Regions from separate parts of the Ovis aries genome. Here regions 1 and 3 are each linked to region 2. Evidence: chromatin contacts called from public Hi-C data. All regions are on one chromosome and are shown on one strand. The core of a region is the stretch at or near the end of the contact, and the rest is flanking DNA. Distances in the headings are between cores, read along the strand shown. Region 1 holds the start of HMCES (5-hydroxymethylcytosine binding, ES cell specific). Region 2 holds the start of RPN1 (ribophorin I). Region 3 holds the start of EEFSEC (eukaryotic elongation factor, selenocysteine-tRNA specific).

Region 1 (3,682 bases), core at 964-3,463, 130 kb after region 2:
CACGGCATCACGAAATGCGCAGCACTCACAGGCGAGGAGGGCTGTGTGCGCTCCGGAGCCCCACCGTCCCATTCCTGGTTCCAGGAGGCATCACCGGAGCGGAAGCATGGACTGGGCCTTCGCACCAGCTGCCCCTCACCAACTGGGCAACCTGGGACCCCTCACAGCCTTTCTGCACTTCTGTCTTCACACCTGTTAAGCTTGCTTCCAGCTGACACTCACTCGATGATGAGGTGGTACAAAGAGAACCGTGGCTAAACACCGAGACGCCGCATACAGTCGGTCCTTGTCTCCAGACTATGCTTTCTTCTGAAATGTTTTTTTTTTTTCTTTCCCAGTCAAGGTTTCCCATAGTATTTATTTTGATTTTCTGCTCATTAAAAAGGTTTTTTAGTTTCAATAGGGAAGTATGCACCGACTAAAAATGGCTCGAGTAACTATTTCATGTAAATAATGGCTTCACTCAACCAAAAAAATCAGTTATCTCATATGTTGATTTCAAAATATGATCTTCCTAACGTAAAGATGAACCTGTTGACTACCCTATAAACACAACACTTCTGAAGAGCACGCAACAGGGACTTCCCTGGGGGTCCAGTGGCTAAGACTCTGTGCTTCCACTACCGGGGCGCAGGCTCAGTCCCTGGTCACTGAACACTTTCCCTACATGCTGCATGGTGGGGCCTAAAACGTGAAAAAGAAAAAAGTGAGCAACAGGGGTTCAAGCAACTTTGTGAAGTGTCTCATGCATTATGGACCAAATTGAAGAAGGAAACAAGCAGGATTTTAAAACATATCAAAGATATTCAAAATACCTAAGACAAGGAGAAACTATCACTCTCCGGAATGAAGCACTTTTACTACACTGCATATATACAGACACTCCCCCTCTCTCTCTCAGGAGATAAAGCAAGGAAGCAAAACATTATAAACTACTGACCACTCCAGGACTACAGATGTCGATTCTAGAAACACAAGAAAGCAATCGAACTCTGGAATACCAGACCAAACACCTCTGTTCCTGGCTTCAGTTAGAGATAAAACGAGCAGAAAGGGTAGAAGCTTCAGCGTTCAAGAAACATCAGAGGCGTTGGAGGCTAGTGTTGGCGCTGCCCTAAGCCTAGAGAGTCTGATAAGCTGGACTCCTAAGGGGCACAGCGATCCCCTTGCTCCTTTTTCTCTTTAAGATCCCTAAACGACCCAGATCAGGTCGGCGCTCACCTTCTCCAGGTGCAGCCGGGACAGCAGCACCGGGCTGCTGGACCGCGGGCTCTTGTTGTACGAGGGGCAGTACCGGTCGGGGTCCCTCCACTCCGGGAGCCGCTGGTGGCCCTGCCGGTCCCGGTAGGCGCAGGCCCGGGCCAGGACCTCCTTGGGCAGGTGGCAGGACGTCCGGCCGCACATCCTCGGCGCCCACACCGCGAGCCCTGCGCGCGGGGCCAGAAGGAGTCGGACTCGGGCCTCGCCCCACGCGGCCCGCCTCTCCCCAGCCCCAGCCCCGGCCCGCGCGCCCGGCTCCCGGGGACGCCGCCCGCCCCGCGGCCCGGCGCGGCCCGGCCCGCCGACAGAAGGGAGCCCGCCCCGCCTGGGCCGCCTCCCGCCCAGCCGCGCCGCCGCCCCCAGCCCCGCTCCGCCCGCTCCAGGACCGCTGACCCCGAGAGCCGAGCGCCGCCGCCGCCCGCGCCCGCCGCGACTCGCCCGCAGCTCGCCCGCCGCTCTCGCGCGCCCGCGCCTGGCCCCGCCCCCAGCGGCCGCCTGGCCCCGCCCCGTGACAGGCTCCGCCCCCCGCGCGCCGGCGCCTCCTCCCGGCCCGCGCTGCGCCCGCTCCCGCGCTGCGCCCGCTCCCGCGCTGCGCCCGCTCCCGCGCTGCGCCCGCTCCCGCGCTGCGCCCGCTCCCGCGCTGCGCCCGCTCCCGCGCTGCGCCCGCTCCCGCGCTGCGCCCGCTCCCGCGCTGCGCCCGCTCCCGCGCTGCGCCCAGGGACTGCCCGGGAACGTGGCTCTCCTGAAAGCGCCCGACAAGGAGACGGACAAGGAGACGGATAGTCTCGGGGTCCACGTCCTCCGTGTTGGCCGTGCCCCTGCGGGGTGAACTGCCTGCATGACTAACCTCGGGGAGGGGCCGGGAACGGCCCGAATCACGGGTCACTCACACTTCAGTGGGCACCGGAATACTTTGCAAGGCCTCCACCTTTACCCCCACCCCAAATACGAATCTTTAACGGTCGACGCCAAGGTTTTTAAAAATAGGCAAAACATATGTATTGGCAAAACCACCACACCTGGGTTTAAAAGCCCAGCTGCGGAAACCAGGGCCTTCCGCTCTGCGGGGCTGTTCCTCCAGCCTCAGGACTGCACCCCCACCTCAGACCTTGCACTCGGCCCACCCAGACCCCCAGACCTCACCCATCTCCTACAGGAGGGTGGTTGTGCCCGCCCACGGCTGTCATCCCCTCAGCAAGCCCGTGCTGCTCCCGCTCCGGGGTGTGGGGCACGGGCAGAGGCCCGTGAGAGGGTCCTGCCTCCTGTAGGTACTGTGGCAAAGGGCTACGGGCGGCAGAGAAGCCGGACCCCTAAGCACGAGTCTGCAGAAGTAGCAGTCATTCAATAAATACATGCTGATTTATTTGTAGGGATAAGATGATGGTTCCAAAGGGGATAAAGTCAGGTGGTGCAAGCACTTTATTCATTTGCAATGCCCCTTCCCTGGCAGGCAAGGCAGCACGACGTTCTAGGATGAGCTAAAATTACGCCATTTAAAGAGTCACTGTCAGCAGCGGGGTTTGGGGCGGGGGGTCAATTTAAGAAAACGAAAAACACAACAAAAGACCCTCAGTGATTCCTAATTGCTTTTCAATACACAGGCTTGGAAAGGAGCTTCCACTGGGTTCAGGAGGAAGGCGCGACTCCTGCGTAGTGTTCGGGGAAAGGGGAGGACGTGATCCGATGCAAGCTGGCCCCTTAGCCCACAGACGCCAGGACGATGTCCACAGGCAGCTCCTCCGAACTTCTGGCTGTTACCTGCAGAGTGACCGTGTCCAACAGCAGCAGCCGGGAGCGCACCAGGACATCATGGCCGCCCCGGAACACGCCTGCAGGGGAGGGGAGAAGGCAGGCGCGTAAGGCCGGAGGGGGCTGCGGGGCTGGGCTGAGGGCGGCGTGCCACAGCTGGCAGAGGCAGCTCTGGGGTGAGACGGGAGCTGTGCGAGGCGCTGGGCACGTCACTACACCTCTCTGAACTACAGCGTCATCAGTGACCTCGGCAGAGATCAGTCTGCATGTCACGCTGCTGCCAAGCCCCGATGCACCACTGGACGTGTATGGTTCTGTGCGACATCACCGAGGCTCTCAGACCGCATCGAAGGTCACAGACCGAGGGACAGCCCCACCAGGGCAAAATCGCAGTGCAGGCGTCTGCAAAGCCCAGGGGATGGGGCGCCGCACTGCAGGCTTGGGGGCGGCCAGCTGTGAGCGGGGCACTGGAGCAGAGCCACTTCCTAACCCTGTTTATAAACACTCAGAAAACAGAACTTCCCTTTGCTCACAGTCCCAGGTGCAGCAAGCGCACTGGCTCATTAGCTTTTGGAGAACCAACGGGTCAGAAATATTTACATACGAAATATCTATGTATGGGGCTTGCCCTAGAATAATCTGGGGGTGGAGACCGCATCTGGGTGGAGATGCT
Region 2 (3,578 bases), core at 697-3,196:
TCTTAAGAACTAGTCCTCTTCATTTTTAAGTATTTATCAGATTCACTGCCTGAACTAAGAAAAGATAGAGAGAGACAAAAGATTTCAGATATAGGATGCAAAGGAAAGGAAAAATGTCTTTGGTGGCCAAGGAGACACTGGCTCCTAGTCACTGATCCCCACAGTGCCTTCCACCAGCTTCTGAAAGTCTACATGTAAGGGTGAAGATAATTCCCTGAAAAAACTTCAAGCAACCGCACCAAGACTCCCAGTCAGTTGTTGGAAAATATGCATCGTCTTGGTTAAGTTTATCATCCGGTTATGTCCCCCACTGAGACAGAGGTACAAAAAAGCCTCTCTTTTGGACTCAAAAAAAAAATAAAATAAAATTGACTCTGGATAAATCTGGTGACCGGACCGCAGGTTTTATACTCCTGCAGAACCCTGCCTCTTCTCACTTAGGCCAGAAGAGGCAGTGTGGTGTGCTGAAGAACACAAATGAGGTCTGAAACAAACCAGCCTAAGGCCTGACTCTACCCTAAGACTGCAGGCAGGGGTTTAAACAACTCATCCCCCAGACTCCAGCCCTCACGTGCAGTTAGAGTACACACCAAAGGGCTGTTGTGAGAGTTAAATGCGAATGTCCTTAAAATACCGACCACAACACCCAACACCAGGTAAATTCTCAGTAAGACACCAGTACAGCAACCCAGGTTCGAAGCAGGCTCTCCAGGCATGATGGCCAGATAGCTTCTGCTGTAGTCGTCTCACACTCTGGCAGCCTCGCTGGGTAGGAGGAGCTTTTATAAAAGAATAGGACTTGACAGTCCAGCACATAAAAGTGAAGTTTTAATCCATCCTTCCACAAAGCTTGAAGCAAACCTGCGCCCTACATCATGGAGGAGGCCTGAGAGGGAACAGGAGTCATTTCGGAAGCATGATCTCTATAAAGGCAACTCTACAGCTCCAAGTTCAGAAGTACGACACTGTAATGACTATTTTCCCAACTAATAATTGGGTAATCACTTAATGCATGTTGTCTAATGGGAACAGCAATAAAAGGGAAACCTCTGCATATGTATGTTCCCTACGCCCAAAGCCAACACTGCCTCCTCGAGGGACGTAAAACTGACGACTGAAACGCCTGGAAGAAAAGAAGCCGACTGGGGATCCATTTATTGCTTTACTGTCAGAATGAGAACAGGTCGGGGGAGGCAGAGAACTGGACTTTCCTCTTCTGTACCCTATGACTCGCACGAGTTTTTAAACTAACTTAAAGAAGAGAGAACTGTTTTTTTCAAGAGTTCCTCGCAGCCGTAAGAAATGCGTTCTGTGCGCAACGGTTTCAAAGAGGCACAACCCTGGAAGCAGGAGACCCGAGTTTCCGACCGCTGCGGCCTGGGGCGGCTCCCCGCGCCCCCGCGCTCCGGCCGCGCGCCCCCGCGCTCCGGCCGCGCGCCCCCGCGCTCCGGCCGCGCGCCCCCGCGCTCCGGCCGCGCGCCCCCGCGCTCCGGCCGCGCGCCCCCGCGCTCCGGCCGCGCGCCCCCGCGCTCCGGCCGCGCGCCCCCGCAGGCCCGGGGCCCGGCCGCCCGCGCCGCGGGCCGCTGCTGACGTGTCCGGGGCGGCCGCCGCGCCGCCCCGCCGCCCCGCTCACCTGCACGCCGAGGTGCGCCAGCCGGGCCTCCAGCTCGGGCTCCAGCGCCAGCAGGAAGGAGGCGGCGCGCGGCGAGGAGCCGCTGCCCGCGTGCGCCAGGACCACCTCGGCCGTCACCTTGGCCAGGTGGCTGCTCAGGTCCACCGTGCGCTTCACGTCCTCGTTGACCAGCGGCGGCGCGTCCGAGGAGGCGCGGCCCGGCGCCGGGGCGCAGGCCGCGAGCAGCAGCAGCAGCAGCAGCGGCGGCGGCGGCGGCAGCAGGCGGGCGGCGGGCGCCTCCATGGCCGGGACCGAGCTGAGCCGCAGGGCGCCCGCCCCCCGCGCGCCCGCGCGCGCCCCGCGTCCGCCACGGCGCAGCCGCCCATTGGCCGGCCGGCGCCCAAGATGGCGGCGCCCGCCCGAGGACCCGGTCTCCACGGCAACGGGCGGCCCGCCGAGCGCCTGCCTGCGCGCGGGCGGCCCGCCGAGCGCCTGCTGTCCCCACCGCCGGACGCGGGGCGCGCGCCGCCGCCGCCCCGGGAAGTGCTGCCGCCGGGTGGGCGGCGTGTTCCCTTCCAGCTTAGGGAACGCTGCCCCCGAGCTCTCTGTGAACCTGAAGACACTTGGCGCCGCTCCTGACTGCCTCGAGAAGCGGCTTGGCGGAGCTCTGAGCTGCGCGCCCGTCTGAAGGAAGGACGGGAGACGTGCTTTTAGCGGGGAGCCTAGCTCTGGCGGGGAAGAGGGGCGGGAGGAGGGCTGGAAGACGGTGGGCGACCTGGGCCTCAGAGCTCCGCGGCCCCAGGGACTCGGATCGCTTCCGTGAGTGAGCCGGCGCGCACCAGACATCACCGGTGCTCGAAGGCAGCGAGACCCCGGCCTAGGCCAGACTCGCTCTCCCGGAAGCGGGGGCCGGGAGGCGGCAGTCGCCCCTGAGCGCGGCGGCGCGGACGCTCGGCCCTGGGGGCTCAGAGCCGCCTGGGCCCCAGCTCCTGGGTGTGTGCGTCTTCAGTGCCTCCCTGGACCCCGGGCGCACGAGCGCGTCTCAAAGACGGAGGAAGCAGGAGCTCATCCGGCTGTAGGCAAGCGTTGCGGGAAGCAAAGTCACTCAGAAGGACAGTGCAGATAGATGGCGGAGTGCGGTTTATTACACCGCCGGGCCCAAGGCAGCGCTCTTAGCCAAGGACCCCGACCAGTTTTTGTGAAAAACCTTATATGCCCTAACTGTACATGCTCAAACCCACCTCCCCAAATTCCCTGAAACTGGTCCGAACAAGGTAAAAGATACGATCAAAGTTAATCCATGATTCATGTGTCATAAGCCTAGATAGTTACACAGTAGACATTTATCAATAGGCCTGTGGTCATATCCCAATAAACATAATGGAATTTACGACTTTGTTCTGCTACATAGAGAATTAGCATATTCTTTTAGGTGACTGAGAGTCCAAGTCCTGAGGCTCTTTTATCAGGGTTGGGGGGGGGGTCTGGTTTTCCATTGGTATGTATGTCAAGGCTGTATATTGTCACCCTGCTTAATTTATATGCAGAGTACATCATGACAAACGCTGGACAGGAAGAAACAAGCTGGAATCAAGATTGCTGGGAGAAATACCAATAACCTCAGATATGCAGATGACACCACCTTTATGGCAGAAAGTGAAGAGGAACTAAAAACCTTCTTGATGAAAGTGAAAGAGGAGAGTGAAACAGTTGGCTTAAAGCTCAACATTCAGAAAACGAAGATCGTGGCATCTGGTCCCATCACTTCATGGGAAATAGATGGGGAAACAGTGGAAACAGTGTCAGACTTTATTTTTTGGGGCTCCAGAATCACTGCAGATGGTGACTGCAGCCATGAAATTAAAAGACACTTACTCCTTGGAAGAAAAGTTATGACCAACCTAGATAGCATATTAAAAAGCAGAGATATTACTTTGCCAACAAAGGTCCGTCTAGTCAAGGCTAT
Region 3 (3,732 bases), core at 865-3,364, 230 kb before region 2:
CCCAGAAGAGATTCTTCAGAGGTCGCATTTTCAGAAAGAAAAAGGAGCCACTGAGGTCCTTCCACAGTGACCTCTGACATCATTCATAACCCTCAGCACTGGAGCTCTGGGCGATTCAAAGAGGAGGAAGACTTTTCAAGCCTTGTCTGTGTGCTCTTATTCACACACCCCCTCTTCCCGTTAATATGCTTCCATTTAGGTTCCTTCTCTCCAGTGAGCTTCTTCCAGTGAATTCCAAGATTTAAAAAGCATGAACTGGAAGGGCCTTTAGAGAGCTGTAACTCTCATTTTTCAGGTGAGCCTATTAAACACCAAGGAGGCTGGTGATGTGACCAGACCCAAACAAGGACCTGGCGGCAGCGGTGGGATGACTAATAAGTCAGCACATAAATTCTGAGTCCCTATCATAACCCAGGTTCTGGATATTTACCACCACCCGGTCTCTATCCTTGGGAAGCTCATATTCAGATGGAGGCACATAGCAGCTGAGTTAACAGCGTGGATTCTGGAGTCAGGCTGCCTTGCCTAGCTCTGCCAAGCACCAGCTGAGTAATCTGAGACCCATAACCTGATCTCTGTGAAACACAGTTTTCTCGTCCAAAAACAGAATTCGTAACACCGAGGCCCGAATGCTATCGGATTTACGGTGAAGTATACTAATGTCTGCGACTGAGCGTGACATGCAAAGGCAGCCTGCTGGAGGGCTAAATGGACAGACAGAAGACAAGCAACGGCGTGAAGTGTCGCTTGTAGAACCTGGGCACACAGGTACACAGCTCTTTCAGTTTTGCCGTACGTCAGAAGAGTGCCATAAAAAAGCAGAGAGGGGCAGTCTAAGGATGGAGGGGACGATAGGACGATGGAAACGGGGCTGCTTAGCACGTGGAGAGGACGCAGCGACTCTGCAGTGATAGCCTCTCAGACAGCTGAGGCTGGATAAAGAGAAGCTAGTCACCTTAATCCTGCCACAGTTTCCCCTCTGCAAGCATGGTGTCCAGAATGGAGGCTTCTCTTTGGCCCTTTCTTAGCACAGTTAGGCTAGAGGGCAAGAGTCTTGGCCTGGACTGAGAGCTGCTGAGCCACAGCAGAGGTCCTGGCAACGGGCTGAGGGGGACTGCTACACAGACAGCACTGTCTCAGGAGTCAGAAACACAGGCACAAACTCCAGTGTTACTAAACTGAGTCGCCAGGGGGCTGGGTGGACAGGTCTCTCACCCTGAATTTTTTCATCTACAAAAAAAGCAACAATTAAAAAAAAGAAAAAAAAAGAGCCTGAATAGTTCTGTGATAATAATGCAGCAGAAAGGACCGGGCACCGCCATCCCTCGGTAGATATGGGCTTTAAGTGGAATGGTCAAAAAGGACTCGGTACCCGTCACCTGCCGAGCCTGGCCACTTGCCGGCTTTAAAATCCCAGGGCCTCGCAATGCGCTCTCAGAAAGCCCCCCAGAGCCCGTCCCCAAAGTCTAACACTCCCGTTGGGCGGTTTAAACGTTGTGTCCGAAACGCGCGGTCCGGGAGAGCAGGGTTCCGCGCCGCCCCGCCGCCCGCCGCAGCCCCGGCCCCGCCGCAGCCCCGGCCCCGCCGCAGCCCCGGCCCCGCCGCAGCCCCGGCCCCGCCGCAGCCCCGGCCCCGCCGCCCCGCCAGGCCCGCCCCGCCGCAGCCCCGGCCCCGCCGCCCCGCCAGGCCCGCCCCGCCGCCCCGCCAGGCCCGCCCCGCCGCCCGCGCCACACCTCACGCGCGTTCTCCTGGCCCACGAGGCCCGAGGCCGCCTGCTTGGCCAGGCCGCTCTCGTCCAGCCCCAGCCCCTTCACATGGCTGTGGGAGGCGATGCGCTGAGTCTTCGTGGTGCTCTTCACCTCCTCGATCTTCATCCTGACAACCGCAGCCCCCGAGCCCGCACAGCCCAGGCAGCGCGCACCCCGTCACCACGAGGCCGTTACCAGGCGGTTGGTCCCGCCTAGGTCGGCGTCCCATTGGCCGCGGCGGGAACGCCTCCGCGCTCCATTGGCTCCTGGCTGCGCCCGTCGCGGCTGCCGGTAGGGCCCGCCCACCAGCTTCCGGCGGTGTCCCACGGTTGGCTTCCCCCGCGGGGGGCGCTTCCTTCCTGGGTAGGGACTAGCCGGGCGGCGCTGCGGCTCACTAGGGGCGCGCGTCCCGCTCTTCACCGGGCCTTCCGGCCGTGAGCGCGTTCGAACCGATACCGCTCTGCGGAGCTCAAGTTCGACCTCGGTGTCGGAGACGAACAGACAGGTTTAGAACTCAAGCTTCGACCTGCGCCGGCTGAGCAGCTTTCTGACAGCCACTCCTGCCGCCGTCTTCGGGGAGGCCGTGCTCAGCGTCCTCAGGGGCCTGTCCTCTGCGTCCCCTCGCCTCCGCCTCTCGCTTTACTCGTTTAGGGTAATTCCTAGTCCGGATGAAGATGCGGGCGCAAAGAGGCCCCGCAAGTCACCCAAGAGCGCGCAGCAAGTAATCAGCAGTTGGAATTTCTGCTGAGGGCTTAAGGCGCGGCAGCCTGTGGGACCCTCATCCCAGCCCTCGGATTGGACGGTCATCCCGCGGCTGCGTCCTGTCCGTTCCATGAAAATGTCAGCGCTGCCTGGAACAGTGTGCTCTTCCCATCCACCCATCCGTTCAATAAACGTTGGTTTGCACCTGCTCTGAGCCGGACACTCCACGATGCAGGCTTAAATACAAAGTCTGCAGCCTTAACAAGCTTAGTCCTTAGTTGGGAAGCTTGCGATGGTGAGGTGTGCAAGCCCCAAGCAGGCCACCTGGAACAGCTGGAGAGCCTAGGAAGGCACCAGAAGGTGATATGGTAATGCCCACACGGAACCCTGATGGCAGGCTAACGTTCTTAGGAGAAGATGGTGCTTTGCCATGTCGCAGGTAAGTGGACTCAGGTCCAGAGAAACGAGGGACTTGCCCAGAGCTCAGGGGGGCCTTTCTGGATCGGGGCTGAGACAGGCCTGAAGCCACATCGTGCTGCAGTGGTTGCTGACTCTCGTCTCTCCTTGCGCTTCTCCGTCATCACTTCTGAGTCTAGGTTTCCAGTTACTTGCATGACTGTCCGGTCAGAGTCAGCCTCTCCCACTAAACTGCAGGCGCTGTGAAAGCGCAGACCTCGTCGCTGCTGTCCGTCATTTTAGCGTCAGTGTCTGGCTCATAGCTAAGGCTTCTGCCCGGTTCTGGAACCCCGCCCCCCCCCCCCCCCCCCCCCCCCGTTCCCACGGAGTCAGGCAGTTTTGCTGCGTGTATTTTACACACTGGATCTTAACCGGACTTGGTAGTGGTTTCTGTCAGTGAATGGAAACTTTTGTCCCCCACCTCCTCTTCCACCAGAGCGGCTGCATTTTTTTTTCCTGCTTAAAGAAGGGTTCAGAAATCTGATCTGACCCAGCATTCTCTTTTTACAGGTGCGGAAACTAAGGCCCTAAAGGAGGATGGAGTTTGTCCAAAATCACAAATTGAGCAAATGCCTTTCCAGGCCTAGACTGCAGGTCCAGCGTGCAGAGAAACTGGACCTGGCCGCAGAGTCAGGCAGTTCCTTCTGTTTCAGCAGAAGATGATGTAGCAGGCCAGGCTCCAAGGCGCATGAAGGTCGGTGAGGCCACGGCAGTAGACTTGATTATCATGCCTGCCCAGCACCCTTCTTACCTCCTGACCCCCCTCACTCTCATTTTCTGTAGAGAACCACCCTTACCCCTCTGGGCACCACATGGCTTAGATGGG

The links. Hi-C and Micro-C count contacts between places; a contact is called where the count stands out from the background.
Region 1: a Hi-C map of tail adipose tissue shows a contact between it and region 2, with 2.6 times the contacts expected there. The contact joins the promoter of HMCES here to the promoter of RPN1 in region 2. A contact is called at or near these places in 3 of 16 Hi-C or Micro-C datasets (liver, muscle and tail adipose tissue).
Region 3: a contact with region 2 is called in a Hi-C map of liver, with 4 times the contacts expected there. The contact joins the promoter of EEFSEC here to the promoter of RPN1 in region 2. A contact is called at or near these places in 5 of 16 Hi-C or Micro-C datasets (blood, liver, omental adipose tissue and 2 more).

What each region holds. Positions count from the first base shown.
Region 1 is chr19:59,035,981-59,039,662 of ARS-UI_Ramb_v3.0, reverse strand. HMCES (5-hydroxymethylcytosine binding, ES cell specific) reads right to left here and starts at 2,213. Exons shown (of 7, transcript XM_060402692.1): 1 at 2,108-2,213; 2 at 1,222-1,427. The coding sequence starts at 1,404. COPG1 (COPI coat complex subunit gamma 1) reads right to left here. Exons shown (of 24, transcript XM_027957854.2): 24 at 2,601-3,089. The coding sequence ends at 2,959.
Region 2 is chr19:59,164,592-59,168,169 of ARS-UI_Ramb_v3.0, reverse strand. It overlaps RPN1 (ribophorin I), which reads right to left and starts at 1,946. Exons shown (of 10, transcript XM_027957856.3): 1 at 1,634-1,946. The coding sequence starts at 1,915. It overlaps LOC121817306 (a long non-coding RNA gene), which reads right to left. Exons shown (of 3, transcript XR_009597475.1): 3 at 3,240-3,578.
Region 3 is chr19:59,390,065-59,393,796 of ARS-UI_Ramb_v3.0, reverse strand. It overlaps EEFSEC (eukaryotic elongation factor, selenocysteine-tRNA specific), which reads left to right and starts at 2,114. Exons shown (of 8, transcript XM_027957861.2): 1 at 2,114-2,889; 2 at 3,417-3,732. RUVBL1 (RuvB like AAA ATPase 1) reads right to left here and starts at 1,948. Exons shown (of 10, transcript XM_042236698.1): 1 at 1,734-1,948. The coding sequence starts at 1,874.